2 separate regions of the Macaca mulatta genome follow, and region 1 is linked to region 2. Evidence: chromatin contacts called from public Hi-C data. All regions are on one chromosome and are shown on one strand. The core of a region is the stretch at or near the end of the contact, and the rest is flanking DNA. Distances in the headings are between cores, read along the strand shown.

Region 1 (6,524 bases), core at 2,284-4,783, 73 kb after region 2:
GAGTGGGCAGGGTGGAGGGGGTGTGAGTGAGTGGTGCCATACACTTGTCTGCCCATCATGAGCTGGGCACCACGCTAAGTGCTTTACACATCTGATTGTGCCAGTTCCTCCCAACCACCCAGGGAGAAATAGTTTCTTCTTTGGAGACAGGGCAGGGAGGCTCAGAAAGGTCCTCTTCCAAATGGGCACAATTCAGATCTGACTCCATGGCTGGAAGAGTTCACAAGAGTCAGCTAAGCCAACAAGGGGCAACTAGTCACGAACACTTACTAGGTGCAAAGAGCAGCGCTGGGGATGAGACCTGCAGGGTATCTCCAGCAAGGGACTGTTTCACATCATTGGGACCAAAGCTCCTACATGGAGAAGGGGGACTGGAGGAGGGTGTGCAAGGGGACTTATCTAGTGGGGGAGGAAGGGCTTCCCTGAAGAAGAAATGATGTCTGAGAAAGTTTGTTTTGTTTTGTTTTGAGACGGAGTTTCACTCTGTCACACAGGCTGGAGTGCAGTGGAGCAATCTCAGCTCACTGCAACCTCTGCCTCCCAGGTTCAAGCAATTCTCCTACCTCAGCCTCCTAAGTAGCTGAGACTACAGGTGTGTGCCACCACATAGGGTTAATTTTTTGTATTTTTAGTAGAGACGGGATTTCACCGTGTTAGCTAGGATGGTCTCGATCTCCTGACCTCATGATCCACCTACCTCAGTCTCTCAAAGTGCTCAAATTACAGGTGTGAGCCACTGCACCCAGCCTGTTTTATTTTTTTTTGGAGACAGAGTCTTGCTCTGTCACCCAAGCTGGAGTGCGGTGGCATGATCACGGTTCACTGCAACCTCTGCCTCCCAGGCTCAAGCAATCGTCCCACCTCAGCCTTCCAAGTAGTTGGCACACACCACTATGCCTGGCTAACTTTTGTATATTTTGTAGAGACGGGGTTTCACCATGTTGTCCAGGCTGGTTTTGAACTCCCGGGCTCAAGCAATCCATCTGCCTCAGCCTCCTAAAGTGTTAGTATTACAGGCATGAGCCACTGCATCTGGCCAAGAAAGTTATTCTGGAGCCTAATACTACCAGTACTAGAGTGAAGTCCTTGGAACTTTCTGAAGATACACACATCTGAAGGCAATGAGCTCCTGAAAGGGAGTGTGTGGTGAAGTGACAGGGAGTTAAGGGAGCTGCACGCCTGGGTCGTCTCTTGGGCCTCGGACACCTGACTCAAAGATCGGCACCCTGCTGTCTTCTAAGGATGCCACTCAAAGCAGAAACCATCCCAAGGTCCTCTTTTTTCAAGAGAGAGGAACACACAGAAACCTCCCAGATATGCCAGGTGAGGTGGCTCATGCCTGTAATCTCAGCACTTTGGGAGGCCAAGGCAGGTGGATCACCTGAGGTCAGGAGTTCGAGATCAGCCTGGCCAACATGGTGAAACTGTTTCTACTAAAAATACAAAAATTAGCTGGGCGTGGTGGCACGTGCCTGTAATCCCAACTACTAGGGAGGCTGAGGCAGGAGAATTGCTTGAACCTGGGAGATGGAGGTTGCAGTGAGCTAAGATCATGCCACTGCACTCCAGCCTGGGCAACAGAGCAAGATTCCATCTCAAAAAAAAAAAAAAAAAAAAAGAAAAAGAAAAACCTCCCAGACAGCACCAGTTTTCTCCACTGAGGAAACATGGCTTCTGTGTAAAGATCCCTCCCTCAAAGCCTTCTCTCCCTAGACCAGTTCCCAGGCACTGTCCCAGAGAGGGGTGTACAGTGTCTGATCTCAGGAACAGGCCCGGGCACCCCCTTGTGAGACACTCTGGAGAAAGCTGTGCATGCAATGGCCACATTCTGATAATAGCAAGCAAGTTTCATGCAGTTACTATGTTCCAGTCACGGTGCTTCAGCCTTTGCTTGTATTCTGAGTTAATTCTCCCTACAATCCCTTGGAGACACTGTAAAATCCCCATGGGAAGAAACTACAGATCAGAGAAGTGATTACTGGCTAAGCCACACACAGCAAGTTAGCAGGAGGGCTGGGACACGAACCCAGCCCGCTTGCTCTCTACTGTCCAGGTGTTCTCAATAGTAACATCATTTCCATCTTTCCAAAGTCGTCACACCGCTGAGAAGCTGCAGAAGAGCCATTCCTCCACATGGCGCTCCTAAATCATGGCAGGGAAGGGTAAGCAAGCTAACAAAAACCAGGGCACAAACCATGTACTGACGGAGGTAGGATCCCCAGAAACCACTTTACTCAGAGAACAGCAGGGATTTTCCTGGGGTCACACAGCACTCCACCAAATCCCAGGTCCAGAATACAACCTCCACCACACTCTAGGCCTGTAAACTAAAGCAACTAGAAGCTCACAGTGCCATGCAATCTCCGAAATCATAAGGCCAAAGAACAAGCTATCCACTGGGGTTGGTGAAGAAAGCCTCTGAGCCCATCGTGGGCCTCAAAGCTCTTCCTGTAAAATGGGGCTATAGCCTAGCTTGTATTTTGCTGGTTTAGTCCTGAAGACTTAGATTAAAGGCGAAAAAAACTCAGAGCCTAGTATCTAGTAGGTGCATAATAAATGATAAGATGTCCATTATCGCTGCTGCTGGTGGTGGAGGAGTGCGAATTGTCAGTCTGGTTAGGTCCAGCCTAATTCCCGGCCTCCCTGCAAAGCCCCTGCGGGCTATGCCCGGGTGCGAAGGCGGGGGGGCGGGGGGGAACGGCGCGAAGGGAGGGCGGGGGAGGAATTTCTGGAAAACAAACTTCTGGGCCCTCAGACGACTTACTTAGCAGGGCGCAGCCTAACCCGCGCTTGGCTTCGGAAGCCGCGAAGGGGGTTGTCCCCTCTCTCCCGAGCTTTGGCTGCCGCCGCCGCGTACCGGGCGGTCAGCCAAGCCCCCAGAGCCCCTGCGCTCTCCCTCCAAAGCAGGAGTGCTGGGGACAGGGGATGAGGTCGACTTTCGCTGGCCAGTCCCAGGTGCCTACGCCCCGCACTGGGGGACAGGAGCCGAGACGCACCCCAGGAAGGGTCCTCTGCCCGCCGGCCCCCGCGAAGAGGAAGGGACTCCGCGGAAGGGGGCGGGGAGGAGGAGTGGTCGGGCCGCTCCGGCCGGGATTTGCCTGGACTTGAAGACGTTCAGGAGCCCAAAGCCCGGAGAGCCTCCAGAAGGCTTCTCCCTCATTGGCCAGGAGTCCGAGGGAGACGAGGAAGGATCCGCGGCCCCGGGGGGGAGGAGGGAGGGCGAGAGGGAAGGGGAGAGGGAGAGGGAGAGGGAGGGGGCGGGGGAGGGGGGAGGGGTGTCGAGGGCCGCGGCTGCCAGTTGATGCAACCGGGGTCCCGGGTTACGCGCTCGGTTTTCCCTCCCCGAGCCCGGGACACACCGACTCAGCTCCGGACAGCCTGCGGCTCAGTCGCGGCTCGGGGTTTCGGGGAAGAGGGGCGTCGCGCGGCCGCCGCTTACCTCTCCGGGGCCCGAGTCGCCGACGCCGCCCGGGGCGAACCGCAGGTAGTCCTTGAGCTCCGCGCGGCACTCAGAGTCCGCCACGATCATGGTGCGCGCCAGGACCCGGTCGCGGCTCGCCGACGACCCGTGCACCCGAGCGGGTTTCGGACGGACGCCCGAAGGAAGCCGGGACTGGTCGCCGCCGGGGAGCTTCTAGAACCCCCGGGCGTCTCTCGGGGCTCCAGAATGCTCCGGAATCCGAGAACCGCCGCTGCGGTGCTGGACTCTTCCCCGAGTCGGGCTTTGGGAACGGCGAACGGCCTCGGGGGCCGGGGAAGGGCCGCAGCGCAGGGGTTTTCACGGCCTCGGAAGTCCGCAGGGGCCAAGGTTGCTCGCGGACCCACCGCTCCTCAGCATCCCCGCCGCGGAACTGCCAGCGCTCGCCGGGCTCTGACACCAGCGGCTCAGCCCGCTGCGGTCCCCGGGGGAGGGCGGGGACACAAAAGCCCTGCGGTCCAGCCAATCAGAGGTCTGTTCCCTCGGGGAGGTGGGGGAAGCTCCGCCCCCTGGAGTCGGTGGCTCCGCCAATCAGCACCGGGAAGAGCCCGGAATTGTGGGAGTTGTAGTCCGCCTCGGGCGAATGTTGCAAACTTTTGCAAGACGGTTTAGTCAGATCGCTGGCAATACCAGACAGTAGTGACAGCCAGAAGAGTCATTAGGGTTGCGTGATGAAAAGGGACTTCACTGGGCTAGGCCAAACAGGCGAGTGTGAAATCTCCTAAATCAATTCTTCATCTTTTCAGTTCCTGGAGGGACTGGTTTGGGTTAGGAGAGGTTTGGCTCCCGTCCTATCCGGTGCTGCTAATTATAGAACTGAACCCCAGATGTTTAGAGGTCAGAGGGCACAACCCTGCTCCCCCTAGTCTCGGGGAAGCTCCAAAGATGCCAGACACAGGGGATTCACCGTATTTGTGGAGCCTCAGGAAAAGCCTTCATGCCTTGAAATGTCATTGGTAACTTTGTGTCGAACCTCAATCCCTATTGCTGAAAGTTTTCTTCCTTCTGCTACCAGTCCTGGCTTCCACCCCTGCCACCCTCCTCGAAACTTTGTAACAAGGTGTTCTGCTGGATCTTTGCTCACCTCTCCCTCTGGCCACTCCTTCTCTGACTCCTCTTTCGCTACCCACTCCCTAAAACGTGGGTGCTTCCCCAGTTTCTGTTTTTATCCCTCTTCCCTCCAGACACTCTCCCTGATCTCATCCACTTCCTGGCCTTCAACTCGTCTCTTGCCAGAAAGTTGCCTCTACCAATACCTCAGCACCTCCAAGCTAAATTCATTTTCTATTCATTTCAAACGGAGCCTCTTCTGTCACAGTTTTCCTTCGGACCTCCTTTTTTCTTGTTTCCATTTTAAAGTTATTGTTTATTCTAGACAGGGAATCCTGTCAGGGGTGAGGGTGGATAAGACCCCCAAGTCTCCCTCTGAGACTTCTAAGTCTAGCCTTACAATTCCAAAGACGAAATCAAGATCGGGCCATTGCACTCCAGCCTGGGCAACAGAGTGAGACTCCGTCTCCTGCCTCCAGCTTCTTGGGGAAAGGAGATTCATCTCACCTTCCCCTGAGCTCCCAAGGCACTTGAGCTGGATCTCTTTTAACATGTATCACATTCTACCTAGTTTTTTTTTTTTTGTTTTTTTGTTTTTTTGTTTTTTTTTTTTTTTTTTTTTTTTTTTTTTTTTTTGGTAAATAGAGACATATGTCTCAATATGTTGCCCAGGCTGGTCTCAAACTCCTGAGCTCAAGCGATTCTCTCACCTCAGCCTCCTAGAGTGCTAGGATTATAGGCATGAGCTACCATGCCCGGCCACATTCTACCTTGTATTGTAATTTTCTATGTACATGTTTTATCTGACCCTTTTTTCTTTTTATTAGTATTGTTTTTTAGAGATGGGGTGTAGCTCTGTCACCCAAACTGGAGTACACTGGCATGATCTTAGAACACTGCAGCTTCGAATTCCTGGGCTCAAGCGATATTCCCTCCTGAGCCCCCCAAATCAGTCACTGGGGTTACAGGTGTGCACTACTGAGTCTGGCTTATCTGATCTTTTTAATTATAAACTCCTGCCGGGCGCGGTGGCTCAAGCCTGTAATCCCAGCACTTTGGGAGGCCGAGACGGGCGGATCACGAGGTCAGGAGTTCGAGACCATCCTGGCTAACACGGTGAAACCCCGTCTCTACTAAAAAATACAAAAAACTAGCCGGGCGAGGTGGTGGGCGCCTGTAGTCCCGGCTACTCGGGAGGCTGAGGCAGGAGAATGGCGTAAAAACCCGGGAGGCGGAGCTTGCAGTGAGCTGAGATCCGGCCACTGCACTCCACCCTGGGCGACATAGCGAGACTCTGTCTCAAAAAAAAAAAAAAAAAAAAAAAAAAAAAAAAAAAATAAACTCCTTGAGGGCAGAGTGTACATCTTTTGTTTTTTTTTTTGAAACAGAGTCTCACTCTGTCGCCCAGGCTGGAGTGCAGTGGCCCAATCTTGGCTCACTGCAACCTCTGCCTCCTGGATTCAAGCAATTCTCCTGCCTCAGCCTCCCGAGTAGCTGGGATTACAGGCAAGTGCCACCATGCCCGGCTAATTTTTGTATTTTTAGTAGAGACGGGGTTTCAACATGTTGGTCAGGCTGCTCTCAAACTCCTGACCTCGTGTTCTGCCCGCCTCGGCCTCCCAAAGTGCTGACATTACAGGTGTGAGCCCGCAGGGTCTACATCTTGACATCCATCTCCTGCCCTATGTCACCTAGCAAAATGTCCTGTCAATCATATGCCTTTGGTCACCGAATCTTCCTTTGCATTAACTTACCCTCTAAACTACCCTGTGTCAGCTTCAGTTTTCATTTGAAAAATTTACTATGTAATGTCAAAGTCCAGATCAATAGGCTTTACTGGTATTTCATCAGCTACAGAATTAAGATCAAACTCCTTCGGCGGGCATGGTGGCTCATGCCTGTAATCCTAGCACTTTGGGAGGCCAAGGCAGGCGGATCACCTGAGGTCAGGAGTTCAAGATCATCCGGGCCAACATGGTGAAACCCTATCTCTACT
Region 2 (7,144 bases), core at 426-2,925:
GGCATCATGGTGACTGGAGGTGCCTCCATGGTGTCTAAGTTGAAGACAACACAACTGGACTCAGAGCCCCCAGTCAGGTAAGGCACGGGATATACCTGGAAAAGAGTTCACTTGTTTATACATCAGAGTAGTCGAGAGAGACCAAATCTGTTGTGGCACTGGCCTTCAAATCAAAAGATTCATTCATTTAAAAACATTTCAGTGTCTTACATGGCCAGTTCCAGGAACTGATGATACAGAAATATAAAAAGGAGATCTGGTCATGGAGTTACAGCATTGCCTTCTAGTCTCAAGTTCTGAAACCTCCAAGTTACCTGTGCAATCTTGAGAAAGTCCTGTCTATAACCCCTCACCCTGGGACTCAGTATCTTCCTCATAAAATGAGACCAGCAATTTTTTTTTTTTTTTTTTGAGACAGAGTTTCACTCTTGTCGCTCAGGCTGGAGTGCAATGGTGCAATCTCTGTTCACTGCAGCCTCCGCCTCCCAGGTTCAAGCGATTCTCCTGCCTCAGCTTCCCGAGTAGCTGGGATTACAGGCACCCACAACCATACCCGGCTAATTTTTTTTTACATTTTTAGTAGAGACAGAGTTTTGTCATGTTGGCCAGGTTGGCCTTGAACTCCTGGCCTCAGATGATCCTCAGGTGAGTCGGCCTCCCAAAGTGCTGGCATTATAGGCGTGAGCCACCACGCCCGGCCAAAGGCCAATGATTTTTAACTCCCAAGGTTATGTGGCTCAAACGAGATAATAAAGAGGCAACAAAATTCAGAAGAACTGAAAAGTGTCTTAAGGGACCTTCATTTTTATAGATGAGGACATTGAGACTCAGAGAGGGACAGGATACACACAGCAACTTGGTAGCAGAGTTGGGACCAAACTAGAATCTAGGCATTCCATCGCTCTGAAAATGCCTTTCCCCCATACCCTTTTCTTTTTTGGTGACAGGATCTCGCTCTGTAGCCCAGGATGGAGTGCAGTGGGGGAGTTCCTAGTTCACTATAACCTCGAACTCCTGGGCTCAAGCGATCCTCCCACCTCAGCCTCCCGAGTAGCTGGGACTACAGGAGGGAGAGTCACTGCGGCTAGCCTAAAAATGCCTTTTAAAGAGAGCCAAGGCCAGGCGCGGTTTCTCACACCTGTAATCCCAGCACTTTGGGAGGCCGAGGCCGGCGGATCAACCGGAGGTTGGGAGTTCGAGACCAGCCTGACCAACATTAAGAAACTCCGTCTCTACTAAAAATACAAAAAATTAGCTAGGCCTGGTGGCGAGCGCCTGCAATCCCAGCTACTCGGGAGGCTGACGCAGCAGAATCGCTTGAACCCGGAAGGCGAGGTTGTGGTGAGCTCAGATCGCGCCGTTGCACTCCAGCCTGTGCAACAAGAGCGAAACTCCGTCTCAAAAAAAAAGAGAGAGCCAAGAGGAAGTTATTTTAAAATGATGGTATATAGGTCCTTCTAAGCCAGCATCCACAACACGTGTCCACTTAAACACTAGAAGCACACCTCCTTGAGGCTCTAGTGTCTTCTCGAGAAGTCGGGAATTATATGCACCCGCGCACCTAGGAGCCTTTGAGCGACGATTAGATCCCAGTCCTCCGGTTACCGGAGCCCGGGAAGCCCCCAGACCGGTGGAACCAGCCAACTTCCTGCTCTTCTCACTTCCGGTCGGAAGCCGAAGTCTCACAAACCTCGAAACTGCCGTTCCCAAACGTATGGGTGCCGAGAAGGCCGAAGAGCGTCATTGCGGACAGACAATCAGAAGCGCATGCGCAAAATGCCGGGCTGCTGTAAGAAAGATGGCGGCCTCCTTTGGAGCTTTCCTCCGGGGTCTACCTGGCGCCTTGACGTCACAGGCCATCCTCTAGGAAAATATTTTTAGGTTTGACAACCTGGAGATGTATTTGTGCAGAAAGTCTCTTGGAACTGATAGGACTTACAGAGACTATAATGGGCTTAAAAAGAAAAATGAACTGAGGGCGCGGTGGCTCACGCCTGTAACCCCAGCACTTTGGGAGGCCGAGGCAGGTGGATCACTTGAGATCACGAGTTTGAGACCAGCCTGGCCAAGATGGTAAAACCCCGTCTCTATTAAAAATACAAAAATTAGCCGGACATGGTGGCACGCGCCTGTAATCGCAGTTACTAGGGAAGCTGAGGTGGGCGAATCGCTTGAACGTGGGAGGCAGAAGTTGCAGCGAACCGAGATCGCCCACTGCACTGTAGCCTGGGATACAGAGAGAGGCTCTGTCTCAAATAAATAAATAAATAAATAATAAATAAAAATTTAAAAGTCCGGAAAAGGAGTAGGTCCAGATCCAGGAGTACTCTGCAGTGCCAGACTAAAAGAACACGTGTGAGCTTTAAAAGAACCCTGGTTGCAACATGGAGAAAAGTTTGGGAAAGGAGAGAGCCTAGAGAAAAATGACCAGGCGGGACATGGTGGCTCAGGCCTGTAATCCCAGCACTTTGGGAGGCCAAGGCGGGCAGATAGCTTGAGCTCAGGAATTAAGACCAGCCTGAACAACATGGTGAAACCCTGTCTCTACAAAAAATACAAAAATTAACTGAACGTAGTGGCTTGTACCTGCAGTCCCAGCTACTTGGGAGGCTGAGGTGGGAGGATTGCTTGAGCCCAGGAGGCAGAGGTTGTGGTGAGCTGAGGTAGTGCCACTGCACTCCAGCCTGTGCAACAGAGGGAGATCCTGTCTGGAAAAAAATTAAAGAAAAAAGACCAGTTAGGCGCTTTAGTACAACTCCGGCTGAGAAACAACTGTCAGAAAAAGATTTTAAAAATGTAAAAGAGGAAATTAGCCGGGCATGGTGGAACACGCCTGTAGTCCCAGCTACTCAGGTGGCTGAGGCACCAAAATCGCTTGAACCCAGGAGGCGGAGGTTGCAGTGAGCCAACATCGTGCCACTGCACTCCAGCCTGGGCAACAGAGCAAGACTCTGTCCTAAAAAAAAAAATATATATATATATATATATATATATATATATATATATATATATATGTAAAAGAATTCTTTAATGACTAACCAGAGGTAGAGGCAGAGAGATGAAGGAGTCACAAATGCCCAGATTTCTACCTTGGGTGGCTATTGCAGCACTTTTTTTCTCTAAGCTAGAAAACACAGAGCAGTGTGGGTGAGACAGGAAAGATGAGTTCATATGTAGACACATTGAGCATCAGGTGTCTATGGGACACCCAAATGGCAAAGTTCAGGGGAAAGAAATGGGCTACAGATAGAGATTTCAAAACCATAGCCTCATAGATGGTAGCTAAAAGCCATGACATTGAATGAGATCATCCTGAAAGAGTGTACTAAATAGGAAAAGAAGATTGACAAGGACTGGGCCTTGCATAGCACTCTGGCAGTTATTAGAATTGCATATGCCCTAGGGTTTAGCATGTGCCTCCTGATCGACCTGGTGATGCACAAGATTGGGCAGAGTGACCAGCTCTCAAGTGCTGTAATGATTAGAGGAGGCTGTGAACTTCTTTGGCCTCTCTTTTCCTATACAGACACTAATTGCAGCATAGAAAGTCCAGTGAATTACAGGTCATTTGAGACCCCATAGGGTTTACCCAGATTTTAGCTGGTATTTTGAAGAAGGGTAAATTTTTTTGAAAAGGTAGGGGAGATAGACAGAAAATGGCTAAACAATATGATAATACCTGAAGGAGGCCTGGGGATTATAGGGATGAGTTTCTCTGATAAGGATATGATGCCTAGAGCTTAGGATGGGACTCACTCCTGTACTTTGCCACTACACAGCTGTGCAACCTTGGGTAATTCACTTCCCCTCCCTGAGCCTCAGCTTCCTTGTTTTGTAAAATAGAGATAAATAATAGTACTTTCAAAGAAGTTTGCCAAAATCAAATGAGATGGTTATAAAGCGTTTAGCGTAGTGCTTGGCTTATTGTAAGCACTTAATATTTTTATTTTCTTTTATTTTTATCTAATTTTATTTATTTTTTTAGAGACGGGGTCTCACTGTGTTGCCCACGCTGGTCTCAAACTCCTGGCCTCAAGCCATCCTCCCATCTTGGCCTCCTAAAGTGTTGGGATTACAGGCGTGAGCCATCGTGCCTGGTCTGTAGGCATTAATAAGCAGTAGCTATTAGCGTTGTTTTTTTTTTTTTTTTTTTTTTTTAGATGGAGTCTCGCTCTGTTGCCCAGGCTGGAGTGCAGTGGCGCGATCTTGGCTCACGGCAACCTCCGCCTCCTGGCTTCAAGCTATTCTCCTGCCTCAGCCTCCCAAGTAGCTGGGATTACAGGTGCATGCCACCACACCAGGCTAATTTTTGTATTTGTAGTAGAGATGGGGTTTCACCATGTTGGTCAGGCTGGTCTCAAACTCCTGACCTTGTGATCCACCTGCCTCAGCCTCCCAAAGTGCTGGGATCACAGGCGTGAGCCACAGCATCCGGCCACTATTAGCTGTTATTTTCTTTTATAGCTCTCATTGGAACAGTCACTTGAGTCATATGCTATCTTTTATGTTTTATTTTTATTTTTTTGAGACGGAGGTTTGCTCTTGTTGCCCATGCTGGAGTGCCATGGTGCGATCTTGACTCACTGAAACCTCCGCCTCCCAGGTTCAAGCGATTCTCCTGCCTCAGCCTCCCGAGTAGCTGGAATTATAGTCATGCACCACCAGGCCCAGCTAATTTTGTATTTTTAGTAGAGATGGAGTTTCTCCATGTTAGTCAGGCAGGTCTCGAACTCCCAACCTCAGGTGTTCCACCCGCCTCGGCCTCCCAAAGTGCTGGGATTACAAGAGTGAGCCACCGTGCCTGGCCTTGTTTTTGTTTTGTTTTGTTTGAGACGGAGTCTCGCTCTGTCACCCAGACTGGAGTGTAGTGGCGCAATCTCCACTCACTGCAACCTCCACCTCCCGGGTTCATGTCATTCTCCTGCCTCAGCCTCCTGAGCAGCTGAGACCACTGGCACCCGCCACTACGCCCAGCTAATTTTTTGTATTTTTAGTAGAGACGGGGTATCACCGTGTTAGCCAAGATGGTCTTGATCTCCTGACCTTGTGATCCACCCGCCTCAGCCTCCCAAAGTGCTGGGATTAGAGGCGTAAGCCACCATGTCTGGCGTTTGTTTGTTTTTTTGAGAGATGAGGTCTCACTGTTGCCCAGGGTGGAGGGTAGGGGTGTGACTACGGCTCTCTGCAGCCTCAACCTCCTGGGCTCAAGCGATCCTTCCACCTCAGCCTCCCAAGTAGCTGGGACCACAGGGGCACACCACCATGCCTGGCTAATTTTTTTTTTTTTGGTAAAGATCGAGGGTCTCCCTATGTTGTCCAGGCTGGTCTTGAACTCCTGGGCTCAAGCAGTTCTCCCACCTTGGCCTCCCAAAGTGCTGTGATTACAGGTGTGAGACACCATGCCCTGCCCTAGCCACATTCTGAGTGTATTTTATTTTTTGTTCTGTTTTTAATTCATTTTTTCAAAATTATTTTTTTCATTTTTCGGGAGACTCACTGGATCTGTGAATGTATTTTGTGCATGGCTCATCTACCTGGAGAGATTATAAACATCTTGAAGTGAGGAATCATATATATATATATATGTAAATTTTTTTTTTTTTTTTTTGAGACAAAGTCTCGCTCTATCGCCCAGGCTGGAATGCAGTGGCCGGATCTCAGTTCACTGCAAGCTCTGCCTCCCGGGTTCACGCCATTCTCCTGCCTCAGCCTCCCGAGTAGCTAGGACTACAGGCGCCCGCCACCTTGCCCAGCTAGCTTTTTGTATTTTTTTTTAGTAGAGACGGGGTTTCACCATGTTAGCCAGGATGGTCTTGATCTCCTGACCTCGTGATCCGCCCGTCTTGGCCTCCCAAAGTGCTGGAATTACAGGCTTGAGCCACCGCGCCCGGCCAATTTTTTTTTTTTTTTAAACAGAGTCTCACTCGGTCACCCATACTGGAGTGCAGTGGCGCCATCTTGGCTCACTGCAATCTTTGCCTCCTAGGTTCAAGTGATTCTTGTGCCTCAGCCTCCTAAGTAGCTGGGATGACAGGCGTGAGCCACCACACCCAGCTAATTTTTGTAGTTTTAGTAGAGACGGGGTTCGCCATGTTGGCCAAGCTGGTCTTGAACCCCTGACCTCAGGTGATCTGCCTGCCTCAGCCTCCCAAAGTTCTGGGATTACAGGCATGAGCCACTGCACCCAGCCCCAGCTTTTTCTTTTTGTTTTTCTTTTCTTTTTTTATAGAGACAGGGTCTCACTATATTGACCAGGCTGGTCTCCAACTCCTGGGCTCAAGAAATTCTGCTGCCTAGGCCTCCCAAAGTGCTGGGATTATAGGTGTGAGGCACAACACCAAGTCAATAATTTTTTATATTGAGTACTTGCTGAAATGATAACGTTTTGGATATTGGAATTAAATAAAAATATTTTATTACATTTAATTTAACTTGTTTATTTATTTTTATTTCTTTGTTTTGTTTTGAGATGGAGTCTTGCTCTGTCATCCAGGCTGGAGTGCAGTGGCGTGATCTTGGCTCACTGCAACTTCCGCCTCCCAGGTTTAAGCAATTCTCCTTAACTCAGCCTCCCCAATAACTGGAACTACAGGCGCCTGCCACCACGCCCGGCTAATTTTTGTATTTTTTAGTAGAGACAGGGTTTTACCATGTTGGCCAGGCTGGTCTTGAACTCCTGACTTCAGGTGTCCACCCGCTTCAGCCTCCCAAAGTGCTGGGATTACAGGCATAAGCCACCGAGCCCAGCTTATTTTTACAAGGTGCTACTAGAATATTTATTTATTTATATTTTTGTTTATTTATTTGGAGACAGAGCCTTTCTCTGTCTCCCAGGTTGGAGTGCAGTGGCATAATCTTGGCTCACTGCAACGTCTGCCTCTCAAACTCAAGCAATTCTCATGCTTCAGCCTCCTGAGTAACTGGGACTACAGACTCATGCCACCACGCCCGCCTATTTTTTTTTGTTTTGTTTTGTTTTTTTAAGTAGACCAGGTTTCACCATGTTGGCCAGGCTGGTCTTGAACTCCTGTCCTCAAGTGATCCCCCCGCCTCGGCCTCCCAGATTGCTTGTGTGAGCCACCATGCCTGGCCTAGAATATTTAAAAGTACATATGTGACTCACATACTTCTATTGGACAGTACT

Evidence for each region. A called contact is a pair of places that touch in the nucleus more often than the background predicts.
Region 1: a contact with region 2 is called in a Hi-C map of fetal cortex germinal zone, with 1.9 times the contacts expected there. The contact joins the promoter of SESN2 here to the promoter of MED18 in region 2. A contact is called at or near these places in 2 of 14 Hi-C or Micro-C datasets (CD4 T cells and fetal cortex germinal zone).

What each region holds. Positions count from the first base shown.
Region 1 is chr1:212,674,515-212,681,038 of T2T-MMU8v2.0, forward strand. It overlaps SESN2 (sestrin 2), which reads right to left and starts at 3,534. Exons shown (of 10, transcript NM_001261068.1): 1 at 3,440-3,534. The coding sequence starts at 3,529. LOC144334749 (a long non-coding RNA gene) reads left to right here. Exons shown (of 2, transcript XR_013404942.1): 1 at 1-273; 2 at 2,054-3,857.
Region 2 is chr1:212,603,160-212,610,303 of T2T-MMU8v2.0, forward strand. It overlaps MED18 (mediator complex subunit 18), which reads right to left and starts at 1,676. Exons shown (of 4, transcript XR_013404864.1): 1 at 1,506-1,676; 2 at 1-95.